Linked DNA regions of Sus scrofa: region 2 is linked to region 1. A link is a contact called in public HiChIP or PLAC-seq data. All regions are on one chromosome and are shown on one strand. The core of a region is the stretch at or near the end of the contact, and the rest is flanking DNA. Distances in the headings are between cores, read along the strand shown.

Region 1 (6,296 bases), core at 2,547-5,046:
TGCCCTCCCCAGGGTCCGGGGACAGAAGGTCACAGCTAATAATATCATTTGAAGACGACAGGGAAAAAAGAGGTTGCTAGGCATCTCCTATTTTCTCTCAAAATTTCCTTGTCTCTTTCTTTTCTACCTTGTCCATCTTCCTTCTTTTTCTTTCTTCTCTCTTTTCCAGTTTCTCCCTTTCCAATTACCCATCTCTCCTATCATAGTTAAATATGCTTGATGTGCTGAGAAGCTCTGAACTGTATCAACAAAAGACTGGTCTCTGCTTTCTAGAAGCTCACAGTCCAGTGAAAAAATAAATCAGACAGATAAGCAACTGCCACACAATAAAATAAATGCTACCAGAGAGCTCGGTACCAGCACACATTGTTTCACTAACTGGGGAGGGAGCAAGAGTCACTCATCTACCACCTAAATAAGATGTATGCAGCATGACTTTGCCAAAAGCGACCCGATTTTTTGTTTCCCACTGTACAGCAAGGGGATCAAGTTATCCTTACATGTATACATTACAATTACATTTTTTCCCCCACCCTTTCTTCTGTTGCAACATGAGTATCTAGACAAAGTTCTCAATGCTATTCAGCAGGATCTCCTTGTACATCTATTCTAAGTTGTGTCTGATAAGCCCAAGCTCCCGATCCCTCCCACTCCCTTCCCCTCCCATCAGGCAGCCACAAGTCTCTTCTCCAAGTCCATGATTTTCTTTTCTGAGGAGATGTTCATTTGTGCTGGATATTAGATTCCAGTTATAAGTGATATCATATGGTATCTGTCTTTGTCTTTCTGGCTCATTTCACTCAGGATGAGATTCTCTAGCTCCATCCATGTTGCTGCAAATGGCATTATGTCATTCTTTTTTATGGCTGAGTAGTATTCCATTGTGTATATATACCACATCTTCCGAATCCAATCATCTGTTGATGGACATTTGGGTTGTTTCCATGTCCTGGCTATTGTGAATAGTGCTGCAATGAACATGCGGGTGCATGTGTCTCTTTTACGTAGAGTTTTGTCCGGATAGATGCCCAAGAGTGGGATTGCGGGGTCATATGGTAATTCTATGTATAGATTTCTAAGGTATCTCCAAACTGTTCTCCATAGTGGCTGTACCAGTTTACATTCCCACCAACAGTGCAGGAGGGTTCCCTTTTCTCCACAGCCCCTCCAGCACTTGTTATTTGTGGACTTATTAATGATGGCCATTCTGCCTGGTGTGAGGTGGTATCTCATGGTAGTTTTGATTTGCATTTCTCTTATAATCAGCGATGTTGAGCATTTTTTCATGTGTTTGCTGGCCATCTGTATATCTTCTTTGGAGAAATGTCTATTCAGGTCTTTTGCCCATTTTTCCATTGATTGATTGTTTTTTTTGCTGTTGGGTTGTATAAATTGCTTATATATTCTAGAGATTAAGCCCTTGTCCGTTGCATCATTTGAAACTATTTTCTCCCATTCTGTAAGTTGTCTTTTTGGTTTCTTTTTGGTTTCCTTTGCGGTGCAAAAGCTTTTCAGTTTGATTAGGTCCCATGGGTTTATTTTTTAAACCGGCTGCCAGCACGTCGTTGCACCCAGGCCACAAGAAGAAAACATTTATGAATCTTGTTCTTATTACACTGATAACTAAGTCCATACAATTTAGCACTTACATCTTATTCATACCTATATTGCCTAGCACAATGCCTAGCAAATATTAGGGACTTCCAAGTTTTATAGAATTGACTTTAATAGTTTATGTGTTCAACTGTTTCACTGAACTCTTATTAATTTTGATTTAAGACCTTTCTAGGCAGGAACCACTTTCAACATTCTTACACCAAACCACTCTTTTGCACGAATTCTGTTTGAGAATTGAATTTACATTTGTATTCAGTGTAAAACAATGTTTATGTTGTCATATATAAATGTATATATTCTACCTAAAATTATTTGAGAACATTTTGCTAGTATTTTTTATTATGAATTTTTTGTTAGCGTTTAACTTCAAAAACGCTAAATAAAACTTACCTCATAAGTGCTTACTAATGCTTACTAGTTACAGAATACATGTTTTCAATTAGTAGGTTGCAACACCTTTTGGCTTTATTTTCGCCACAATTTTCTGTGGCAGTAAATTTAATTTCAAAAGAAAGTAGCTATAGATTATGGAACCCAGCATAGCTGGGTAACACATAAATAAGTCTCAGCCAGCTTTAAAAGCATATTAAAGAGAGTTGTGAAATATACGTGTAAACATGAAATTCTGAAGTGTTAATCCAGTGACACTTAAGTATTGGTTCCAGTTTATAAACAGATTCTTTTAAAGCTTCTAGGCAAAATCTGAGGAATAGCAATGGCGTGCCCTGTCACAGCTGGTAAGACTTAAAGTATATTGTGAGCTCTAATGATCTCTCTTAGAACTCATTATTCCTAATTATTATAAATACCATATTTCCAAAATCTCCAATTTTAGCAACCTATGGTATTTGGATAAAGTTGGTGCTAAAAGTAGACTGAATCAGGATCTTTTTTTCTAATAGTTTAAATGTACCTCTTTTAATTCATGAAGTTTGAGGACACACTAGATTAGGTACCTATGTGACATTAACATCTAAAAGAACCGAAAACATATTTTTATTTCTGATTTTGTTTAGGATCTGAGTCTGAATTAAGAATCCTAGGTACAAATGCCCTTTGAGAATAAGTTAGCATCCTTCTTAAAAGTTCTGAGGTCTTTCAAATACTCAAAGAAAAGGCTTCTGTTGTTGATGCAACTCATTACTGTATCTTTATGAGAAAAATATGTTTTAAACATAACAAGGCATTAAGTAATGCGAAACACTTTTTCATAGAACACTCTGCATAGCCCTGGGAATAAACAATAAACAAAGCCCTCTCCCTGCCCTGGAGGGGTTACAGTCCCACTGGAAAGGCAGACCAGCAATCAGGTTACATGGATAGTAAACTGTTCACAAGTCATGAGCTTGGTAAAGTTCTCCAAGAAAACCAAGAGTTTTTTGTGGATGAAGTACAATGAATTTTTAATTCACTTAATATTTTGGGGTGTTTTTTTTTTTGTTTTGTTTTGGGTGAAGTTAAAGCATCAACTTTTGAATCTGACCACCTGAGTTAAAATCCTGCCTCACACAGTCAAGGTCCAGCACCCTAATAAAATGCTTCTTGCTTCCCTTACTTCTTTTTTCACCAGTTGTATAATGCGGATCTCAATGGGCCTCATGGAGGAAGAAGTGGAATAATACTCTCAACAAGAAAGATAGGCTTCCTAGGCTTCAAGGAGCTCAGTTTTGCAGCAAAGATCAATAATAAATCCAGGCAATTTCAGCTTGTTCAGCTACTCACTCATCCTGAGCAAACTGAAGGGGCAGCAGTGAATAAAAATTCACATATGACATACATCTTTCAGGAACTGATCCTGGTGGCAGGAAAGCACTCCTTTAACTATGATGGAATACAATGCTTTCAAGCCAGCCTTTCAAAAACCAAAGTGTCATTAGCTGAATTCTGTGCCACCATTAAGGTGCTACCAACGGGGTCCAAATGTGCAGTACAGCATGAGCTCCTTGTTAAAAGATCTGTTTCTCCCCATGAAGCAGATACGTACATATTCCCATAGAATCTCTGTCAGCATGTACTTGAACATCTCAAGAGCATCCAGATTAGAGAAAAAGGTCACAAGCAATGCTCTATTTGTGAGCGACTGAATAAGAGTCTCAAATCTAGGTCCTTGGGGAGGAGGGAGAAGAACTTGTTTACACACACAGAGTAAGCAGCTGTTTAAGTGGTGTGACTGGAGGGGGTGATGAAAGGGCCTCTGGGCTAAAAATACCTCCATTGGCTGCACCCCAGTGCCCCAGATTCCCACACAGTTCTTTCTTTGGAGCTCACGTGGAAACTCCTGCTAAGATGCAACTGGCATTGGAGCTCCTTTAGCTATTATCAGCCATTATTCTGGCTCAAATTAGTTTAGTTCATTAACCACCCTTATCATTTAACAGTGCCCAGAGAACGAGATGCCACAAAGAGGAGTCGCCAAGGTGAGTGAGGATTAATAAAGGTCTGGATATGTATTAGGGTTTTTCCAGTTAGGAAAAACAAGAGGGGGGGCATATGTTAGGCCCCTTCACACTGAGAGGACTGAGCACATTCTAACCATAAAATTGTGCCCTCTGGCCCAAGGCTAACCCTGTAAGAGCAAAGTAGCAGTCCTGAGACTGTGGGATGTTTTGCTATAAATATTCACTTATTCACTTCCCACCCCAAATCAGTGTAGACTAATAAACCCTTTCTTAAAGCAAGATAACATATATTTTCAATTATTCAAAAGTATAATTACAAAGGGTGAGCGAACAGCTTAGTGGTAGAGCATTTTCTGAGACACAACATCTTGACTAAAAATCAGGAGCACCCGTAGAACTTCCACTAGACTGTACGTCCCATCATGAGTAGAACTTTGTTTCTATTCTGTTCACTGTGTTAACCTCAGCACCCCAGAAAGTCCATGGCATATAGCAGGTGCTCAACCAGAGACAATGCAGGCTGGAAGCTAAAAGCTTAGACCCTACCAATGAGGTCCAGCTCTGTCTCTTATTAGCTGTATAACCCCGAGCAAGGTTTTTAGCCTCTTTGTGCCTCAGTTTCCTCATGTGTAAAAAGGGGGTGATACTAGCACCTATTTTATGGAAAATAAATGGGTTAAATAAAGTACTTATAGCAGTGTCAGGCACAAAATTAGCAGTGTTATAAATACTGGCTAGGAGCATTATTGTTTGCTGAATCAATGAGGAGATCTAGAAGGCTAAACTAAAATAGCAAGACTATAGGAGTCCCGTTGTGGCACAGCAGAAAAGAATCTGACTAGGATCCATGAGGATGCAGTTGGATCCCTGGCCTCCTTGAGCAGGTTAAGGATCCGGCACTGCCATGGGCTGTGGTGTAGGTCACAGATGCAGCTCAGAACTGGCATTGCTGTGGCTGTGGTGCAGGCTGGCAGCTGTGGCTCTGATTTGATCCCTAGCCTGGGAAATTCCATATGCCATAGGTACGGCCCTAAAAAGCAAAAATAATAATAATAATAATAAATTAACGAATAAAATAAAGTAGAAAGACTATAGATAAAAGCACAAGACAAAGTCACTGTAAGGAACTGCTACAGGGGCATCTGTCAAGGAGGCTTTAATAAAGTAATAAAAGATTGAGGACAAAGAGCCGTACTGTTTTCATTACAGAAAAATAATCCCGAGTACTTGTCCTTAAATCTAGGTTAAGAGAAGAGCTTTAAAAGAGCAATCTAAAAAGTAGTGCCTGGCACCAATGTAGAGTTTCTGACAATTTTTTAAGTTCCCCTGGTGAGTCTCCTGTGAAACGAGTTCGGAACGACCTACCTACAGCTGGGCTTTCCAGTCTTCCCCACCTCAGAGCATTTGAGGCTTTCAACACACTCCTTCCAAGTAAGAGAAGCTCCCCAGGAAAGTGGTGGGAAGACACATAGAGTGGAGGCATCCAAAAAGGTTTTTCAGATGTCCCCTACACCTTCTCTTGCGGTGCATCTACCTCCCATCTGCACCCCATAACCTCGGAGCATAGAGCAGATACTCTCTCTCTCTCTCTCTCATCCCCAAGAAGCAAAAGAAAGTTTTGCAGTATTTAGCAACCAGCCAGACACAGGCACCAATCAATCAGAATGCTACCAGCTGAATGCAGCAATAGTATATGGCTCCTGATGAGCCCTGCCTACAAGGGAGACAGGATTTCCATTCTGCAGAGGCAGGAAGAGAAGCGGAGGCCTTGAGGCTATATGCCAAAGGCCACAAATTGAAGAAACTGTAGAGCCAGAATCTCAACTACTCAAAGAATGAAAAGGGGAAAAGTCTGAAACCATGAAAGGAAAATGACACTCAGTATTTGAAAATTTCTGTGCCTAAAAACTAATTTTCTAGGAATTTTGTGGTATGTTCTTCTCAGAATTAAGCTGCTGTACTAACCAGTAATTCTCAATGGACTTTAGAGGTGTGAAATTACTATCTTTATGACAGACACATGGAGAAGCAAAGTTCTGTGCGCCTTTCTCTTTCACCTTAAAGACTTTAAGAAAGGAATGAGCCGGGATCCCTTTATTTTCCTTGATAAGAATGCCTTCTATATGACCAACTTCTGTAAAATTCACTTTCTAGAAGATAAATTCTAGAAAACAATGCAATAGATAGATTTTCATTAAGAATCATTTCATGTCTTTTTTATTTCTATAGAAAAATAACTTGAGCTATTGAAAAGCAATGGTGAAGAATAATGGTCATCAA
Region 2 (7,097 bases), core at 3,524-6,023, 170 kb after region 1:
CTTTCATGACACTTACATTCCTATATTATGGTTACTGTGCCAGGTTTTTAGCTTCTTTATCAGATGATAAAATATATGAAATCAGGGACTGCCTCTTAACACTTACATACTCTGGCGCTAAGTATAGCAACTTGCTGTTAAGTTTTCTTTGTTTAATTTTTATTTCAGCCACGCCCATGACATGAGAAAGTTCCCAGGCCAGGGACTGAACTCACACCACAGCAGTGACAACACTGGATCCTTAACCTGCTAGGCCACCAGGGAACTCCCCCTTTTAAATACATTTTTTGAAAATTGAGATGCAACTAACATATAACGTTGTAACTAAGGTGTAACTTTGTAACTAACATATAACATTGCGATGTGACTAACATACAACTTGTGTAAGTTTAAGGTGAACAATGTGTTGGTTTATATATTACAATATGATTACCACCTTAGCATTACCTAACACTTTAGATAAGTTTTTGATGGATATTTGTTGTATAAAAGTATCATTGTATAAGTAGACTATGGAACTTTATTGCTTGCAATTTCTTTCAAATAAAAGTAATCAGTTGTTGAAGCTAGCTAATTCTCACCTCTCCTCTTTACACCAACAGGATTCTAGATGTATCTCTATTAGACTCACCACACTGATATGGCTGTTGATTTGTTTGTCTGTATTTTTTTACTAGAGGAAATTGTATTAATTTGCCGGAACAGCCTTAACAAGTGGGGTGGCTGAGACAAAAGGAATTAACTTTTTTTCCAATTTTGGAGGTGAGATGTCTAAGGTCAAGATGTTGGCAGGGTGAATGTCTTCTAAGGCCTCTCTCTTTGGCTTCCTTCTCTGTGGTTCTGTGTCCTGACTTCTTCTTTTTTTAATGGCTACACCCACTGCCTATGGACGTTCCCAGTCCAGAGACTGGATCTGAACCACAGACTGCAACCTGCACCACAGCTACAGCAACACCAGATCCTTTAACCCACTGCGATGGGCCAGGGACTAAACCCACTCCACTGAAACAACCCAAGTCACTGCAGTTGGGTCCTTAAGCCACACCGCCACAGCGGGAACTCCCCCAATCTCTTCTTCATATTGGATCAGGCCCACCTTAACGACCTCATTTTACTTCTTAAAAATCCTATTTCCAAATACAATCACAGTCTGAGGTACTGAGGGTTAGGACTTCAATATATGAATCGTGAGAGGACACAATTTCGTCTACAACACAAACCGCCTTAAGGGAAGGAAGCACACCCCTCATTTCTGTATCGCTGGTATCTAAAGGAGGTGGCACAAAAAATATTTGGTGACACTGCTTATAGAATGACGATGGTTCTACATTAGATGAGGACTGGAAGAGTGGACCCCCACCCCCGGGTCCCTCTGTGGGTCTAAGAATGCACGTATGTGGGACAAAGCTAAGAACTTACAAGTGTTCCACCTGCTGTTCACTCCCTTCTTTCTCACTTACTCTAACCTTATGAGGAAGAGGAAATTGCCACACTCTCTAAGGTGTGGCAGGTCTGCGTAAACCTTGTTTTTTTTCTTCCCTGACTTAAGACAATTGTTTACGTATTATATGTGTATACATTCACAATATTTATGTATTACACATTAATATATTTTGGTATATACTTTCTTTACACAACATTAGAATAGTACTTTCTTTAGAGGTCAATAGTTGCTTTTTATCTTAATAGAACACTATGACATATTCTTAAGTAGTGGAAATTAAAGTATGAATGAAATTTACAGGTAGATAGATCTAGGCTCACCTTCAGGTTTTATCATTTACTATCCATGTAACTTCAGCAAATACATAGCTTTTCTGTGCCTCAGTTTTTCTCCTTATGAAACTGAGGCAAATACAATAACTGTCTTACAAGGTTATGAGAATTCAGGTAAAATTCTTTTTTTTTTTTTTTTGGTTTTTTTTAGAGTTGCACCCTTGGCATATGGAAGTTCCCAGGCTAGGGGGTCAAACTGGAGTTACAGCTGCCAGCCTACACCACAGCCACAGCAACTTGGGATCAAAGCCACTTCTGCAATCTACACCACAGCTCATGGCAACGCCAGATCCTGAACCCATTGAGTGAGGCCAGGGATTGAACTCATGTCCTCATGGATGCTAGTTGGGTTTGTTAACCACTGAGCCATGACAGAATTCCTTTTTTTAATTTTTCAGGTAAAATTCTTAACACATAACGAATCTGATTAGCATCCATGAGGACACAGGTTGGATCCTTGGCCCTGCTCAGTGGGTTAAGGATCCGGTATTGCCATGAGCTGTGGTGTAGGTTGCAGATGAGGCTTGGATCCCACGTTGCTATGCCTCTGGCGTAGGCCAGCGGCTGCATCTCTGATTAGACCCCTAGCCTGGGAACCTCCATAAGTCGCTGGTGTGACCCTAGAAAAGACAAAAAGAAAAGACAAAAAAAAAAAAAAAATTCTTAACACAATATTTGGCATATACTAAGCACACAGTGAACAATTATTATCTGAAAACAAGACCTTAACGGCACCAGATATTAATCATACGGATGCAGAACATTTTGTTCTTTCTGAAACCCTGGTCTATGCCTTGCTCATAAATCTTGGTCAATGTCTCTGATTGTTTCCTTACACTGAGGGATAAACACATTAAGCCAAGAAGCCTTTTATTTTCAAGTAAAATCTTAACCAGAAGGGAAAATAAATAAAACCTATTCATAACGGGAGCGCTCAGAGATGGGAATGGATGGTGAAATGGGCAAAAAACTCTGCTGGCTTCTCCTTGGGGTAACTCAGATGGCCCTCCTTCTGAGAAAAGTTGGAAAATAAGAGCGCAAGAAAGCAGTCAATGATGTGAAAATTTTCTCTCTCCCTGGAATAACCAATGGGTTGCTCAAATGCGACTGTTTGGGGCTGTACTGCAGGCAAAGGTAGGAAAGTAGAACGGTGGCTCTTTTTTTAAGCACTGCATATCTAGGAAGAAATGCAAACACTGTAAATCCCTTACTTCTTCCACCAAAATGCTAAGAAGCTAAATGTGAATGCTCCATTTAGCTCCAGGTAATGCAAGTGGGCCACAGCTTTTAAGGCCACTAGATATCGCAGTCCAAAAATAAGCTAATGCTTTCAGAAGCCTATTCTACCAGAGAAACTCAAATGTGGGTTTTGGCTATGTTAGTAGCCTGGTTTCTGTTTTCCTATTATATTAACACTCTAACAGTCAATCTGTTCTTGAGTGTAAGAGTCAAAGAAGGAGTTCCCGTTGCGGCTCAGCAGAAATGAATCTGACTAGTATCCACAAGGACAAAGGTTTGATCCCTGGCCTCGCTCAGTGGGTTATGGATCCAGTGTTGCCATGAGTTGTGCTAGAGGTTGCAGATGTGGCTCAGATCTGGTGTTGCTGTGGCTCTAGTGTAGGCTGGCAGCTACAGCTCCAATTCAACCCCTAGCCTGAGAACCTCCATATGCGGCCATTGTGGCCCTAAAAAGCCAAAAAAAAAAAAAAAAAAAAAAAAGGGAGAGAGAGAGAGTCAAAGAAATGGTACTTCTATCATAAGCAGATTGGAAGTGCTCTATAGCAAATGTAATCAGAGCTTCAGTAGAATTTCCTAAAAATATAATGCTCTCTATCTGTAAAACCCAACTAACTAATCAAAGCATTGCCTAAATAATACAATTTAGGCAAAACATCCATAATCCTTCTAAGATGCAAATGCACCAAAAAATTTTAAACATTAGGTCAAAATAAAACAATCTATGGAGTTTTAAGCTAAAAACATGTTCTGTAAGAGACAATCTGTTCAGTTTTAACATTCAGTGATTCAGGTTTCTGAGATTTTCCAAAAACAATAAACTTAACTTTGCCTTTACTTTAAAAAAAAGTTTTTGAGGGAGTTCCCATTGTGGTGCAATGGAAACGAATCCGACTAGGAACCATGAGGTTGCAGGTTTGACCCCCGGCCTCACTCAGTGGGTTAAGGATCTGGCGTTGCCGTGAGCTGTGGTATATGTCACAGATGTGGCTTGGATCTGGCATTGCTGTGGCTCTGGTATAGGCTGGTGGCTGTAGCTTCAATTAGACCCCTAGTCTGGGAACCTCCATATGCTGAGGAGTGTGGCCCTAAAAAAATGCAAAAAAAAAAAAAAAAAAGTTTTTGAAAATTTGAAACATTTGGAAAATAAATAAAAAGCAAAACAATATAAATTATAAATAAATAACATATACTACATGGTAGAAAACAATACAAATGATACAAGAATCAAGCTTTTCAGAGTCTGCCAGGTTATAATATTCTATTCTGAAAGTAGCAAGCCTGCAACTGCAGCTTGTTTTTAAAACAGGTGTCCAAGGGAACGTCACTTGATCTAAGGCCTCCTTGCTTTGGTAAGTGATACTGACACTGAGGCCAAGAACTGGAATTATGCTTTGACGAGGTCTCTGAACTGACCACAATCTATTCAAGCTGCGATTTAGCATTTGAGCACCAAATGAATGTGTTATGTTAATTACTGTTATAGGATCTTGACGTGAGCTAATCCTTGTTCTCATTAACTTGCCTAGCAAATGAAGCTCTAATGCTTAACTGATAACAAGTGCCGGGATAATCCAGAGCAGTGTGAAATTTAACAGATGAGGGGGCATTAAGTGATAGCTATTCATGCTATTAATGTAATATGTATTTATTTCACTTGGCAGAAGATTGTGCTGTAAAATTACAGCCTGGTCTAGCATTCAACACTGCAACCAAGGCAGTGAGGGCTGGGGAATGGAGTTTCTATTTTGATCTTCCCATTTTCCACCTACGAAGGTTTTCAGATCTGCTAGCGGTGGTGAGTATAGGATATCACAGAATCTGGTAATCTGACAAGAGGAATCAGCAGCGGATAGGTTTGACATTTTTGTTAACCCTTCCAGTAATTACTTGCTCACAGCAGCCCACAAACAGCAGTGACGCCTGTCTCCATAAAGGGTGTTTTTATCCAGAGTATAGTATTCCCCACACACTAGGCTAGGTAACCAAAGTACCATAACTTACAGAAACACTGTTACAAGTCAAAACTTATTTTTATTAGCATTAAATCTATGCTAAAAATATAACCCTAAATATAGTTAGTAATGAAAGATATTATTTATTGGAACAAAGCCATACTACACTAGATTTTATAATAGTTTAAATATTGCTGTAAGACCCTATAGCAGTACTTTTTAAAAAAACACTCTAACCAAACTGATACCATGGCCTGAAGGACAAGTGGATCTAGAGTCATGGATGATCAAACATTCACCAAATGCCTTTCATGTGTTGGACACTGTTCTAGACTCTGGAAACCTCTATTGATTTTTCTCCTTCTCCCTATACCCACTATTCCTCCTCCCACAGCTGCTGGCTGATTCTTATAAAACAGGTACTCAGTGTGGAAAAAACAAACTAAGTGGAAAATAACAGTTTACAAAATATCATACCATGATTCCATTTCTGCAAAACAACATCTGTCCTTATGGGTGTGCATTTTCAAAGTGTGAACTAAAATACTAACAGTGGTTATCCTGGGAGGTGGAATTCCTTCCGGACTTTTATTTTTGCTTTCTGGTTTTCTATGCTGTGGAAATGTCACAATACAAAAGCTATTTTTAAAAAAAAAAAAATATAAGGGACTCTGTGTTGCGTACTTGATACATTTTTTATTTAATAGTGAGTTAAGGAGAAGAATTCTTTATATTTGGTGAAAAAAAGGTATTGAGACTTTCTGTGCTCCATTTTTTTTTTCCCTGTTTTTCTGGCTGCCCTGTGGCATATGGAGTTCTCAGCAACACCAGATCCTTAACCCACCACACCGGCAGGGGACTGAACCTGGGTCGCAGTGTTCCCAAGACACTGCCAATCCCATTGTGCCGCAGTGGGAAGTCCCCTGAGCTCCCTTTTAAGTAGTAACTAGAAACATGATCCTAAGGAATAATTACGTAAGAGAGGAGGGGAGGATGCGAGTAAGTCTTAACCTTATTCAACTTGAGACATCACTGTTTCAACTACTTCAAATCAGGGTCCATGAAAGAGGAGGAGAGAGACTGAGCCGTCATTTCAAGCCATCATCTGCTCCTGCCAACAAGGCAACTCACAGAGGCAGCAAAAGGTCCCCAAGTGGGACACCTGCATTAACATTCCCACCTAAACTTCAACATTTTAAGAGCCACTGGTTCAGAAATGCTGAGATTTTGTAAGTGCCAATGTAGTACAGTCACTCAAGAGCTTAGCTTTTTTTTGCTTCTTGGAATTTAAGAAACAATAAAATAGATTTGGATAAAGACTATTTTAAAGAAGCAGGGTATGACCTAAGCTAAAATGCAGAGCATTTAAGAATGGATGTGAGGGTGATGACATCTTTCGGTGCCTCGTACTTGAAAATCCAATCTTCTTTCCTCCAGGGCTGAAGTTCTTTATTTTACATTATTTGCTATTTTTCTTCTGAATTAAAATCCTCACCTTTATAATTTGTGACATAATGAAGTTCTGATAAGTGATCTTCAGGGTCCCTTTGCATCTTAATAGTTTATTAATTATTATTTTTCCTTAGTCCTGATAGGAATTCCTATCTGCTAAATTGGCATTTTTAGTTTTATTTTCACAGAGCCCAGAATTACTTTTCAGTCAAACAGATTCTAACATATATACACATATTCATATTTATCTACTTTGATAGTTGCTATTACAAAGAAATAGAGCAGGAATATTTTCACTAATAAAATTTCTAATCTTTCAGAATATAACCCAAAAAAAATCAACACTGGTATGGAACCCTTGCAAGAAAATTTAAACATCAAATAACCCACCTGATGACCTGGTTGCAGTGGGCGCACATCGGCGTTCGTTTCCCTGCAGGAATGTGCTCAGCCCTTTGCACTAAAGTGTCCTCATTACTGGGCTGGGGCTGCCCTCTGGCTGAGGTGGCTGGTGCGCTGGCTCCTGTGGGTGTCCCACTGTTGGTGACTCTTCCGGTGGAAGGTGCTAGGCCGTAAAACACAGAAGAATCAAAATGAGGATAAGCCAACTATAAACTTTCCCAAATCGATCAAAGAATAAGGTTACTTCAGAAAAGAAATCAGATCTACTTGGAGTTC

Evidence for each region. HiChIP or PLAC-seq counts read pairs in DNA pulled down with a chosen protein or histone mark.
Region 2: a contact with region 1 is called in an H3K27ac HiChIP or PLAC-seq map of skeletal muscle. The contact joins two enhancer-like sites. A contact is called at or near these places in 1 of 47 Hi-C or Micro-C datasets (skeletal muscle) and 1 of 2 datasets of contacts at active chromatin or transcription factors (skeletal muscle).

What each region holds. Positions count from the first base shown.
Region 1 is chr8:124,889,270-124,895,565 of Sscrofa11.1, forward strand. All of the region lies in intron 1 of BMPR1B (bone morphogenetic protein receptor type 1B), which reads right to left. Among named protein-coding and RNA genes, the nearest start is that of BMPR1B, 69 kb to the right of the region's middle. Within about 2 kb of position 3,797, at least 3 of the 83 cell types and tissues checked have an H3K27ac peak or open chromatin away from gene starts, as enhancers often do. A contact at or near this core is called in skeletal muscle, where this site is marked.
Region 2 is chr8:125,061,183-125,068,279 of Sscrofa11.1, forward strand. It overlaps PDLIM5 (PDZ and LIM domain protein 5), which reads right to left. Exons shown (of 18, transcript XM_021101756.1): 14 at 6,810-6,984. Among named protein-coding and RNA genes, the nearest start is that of BMPR1B, 100 kb to the left of the region's middle. Within about 2 kb of position 4,774, at least 3 of the 83 cell types and tissues checked have an H3K27ac peak or open chromatin away from gene starts, as enhancers often do. A contact at or near this core is called in skeletal muscle, where this site is marked.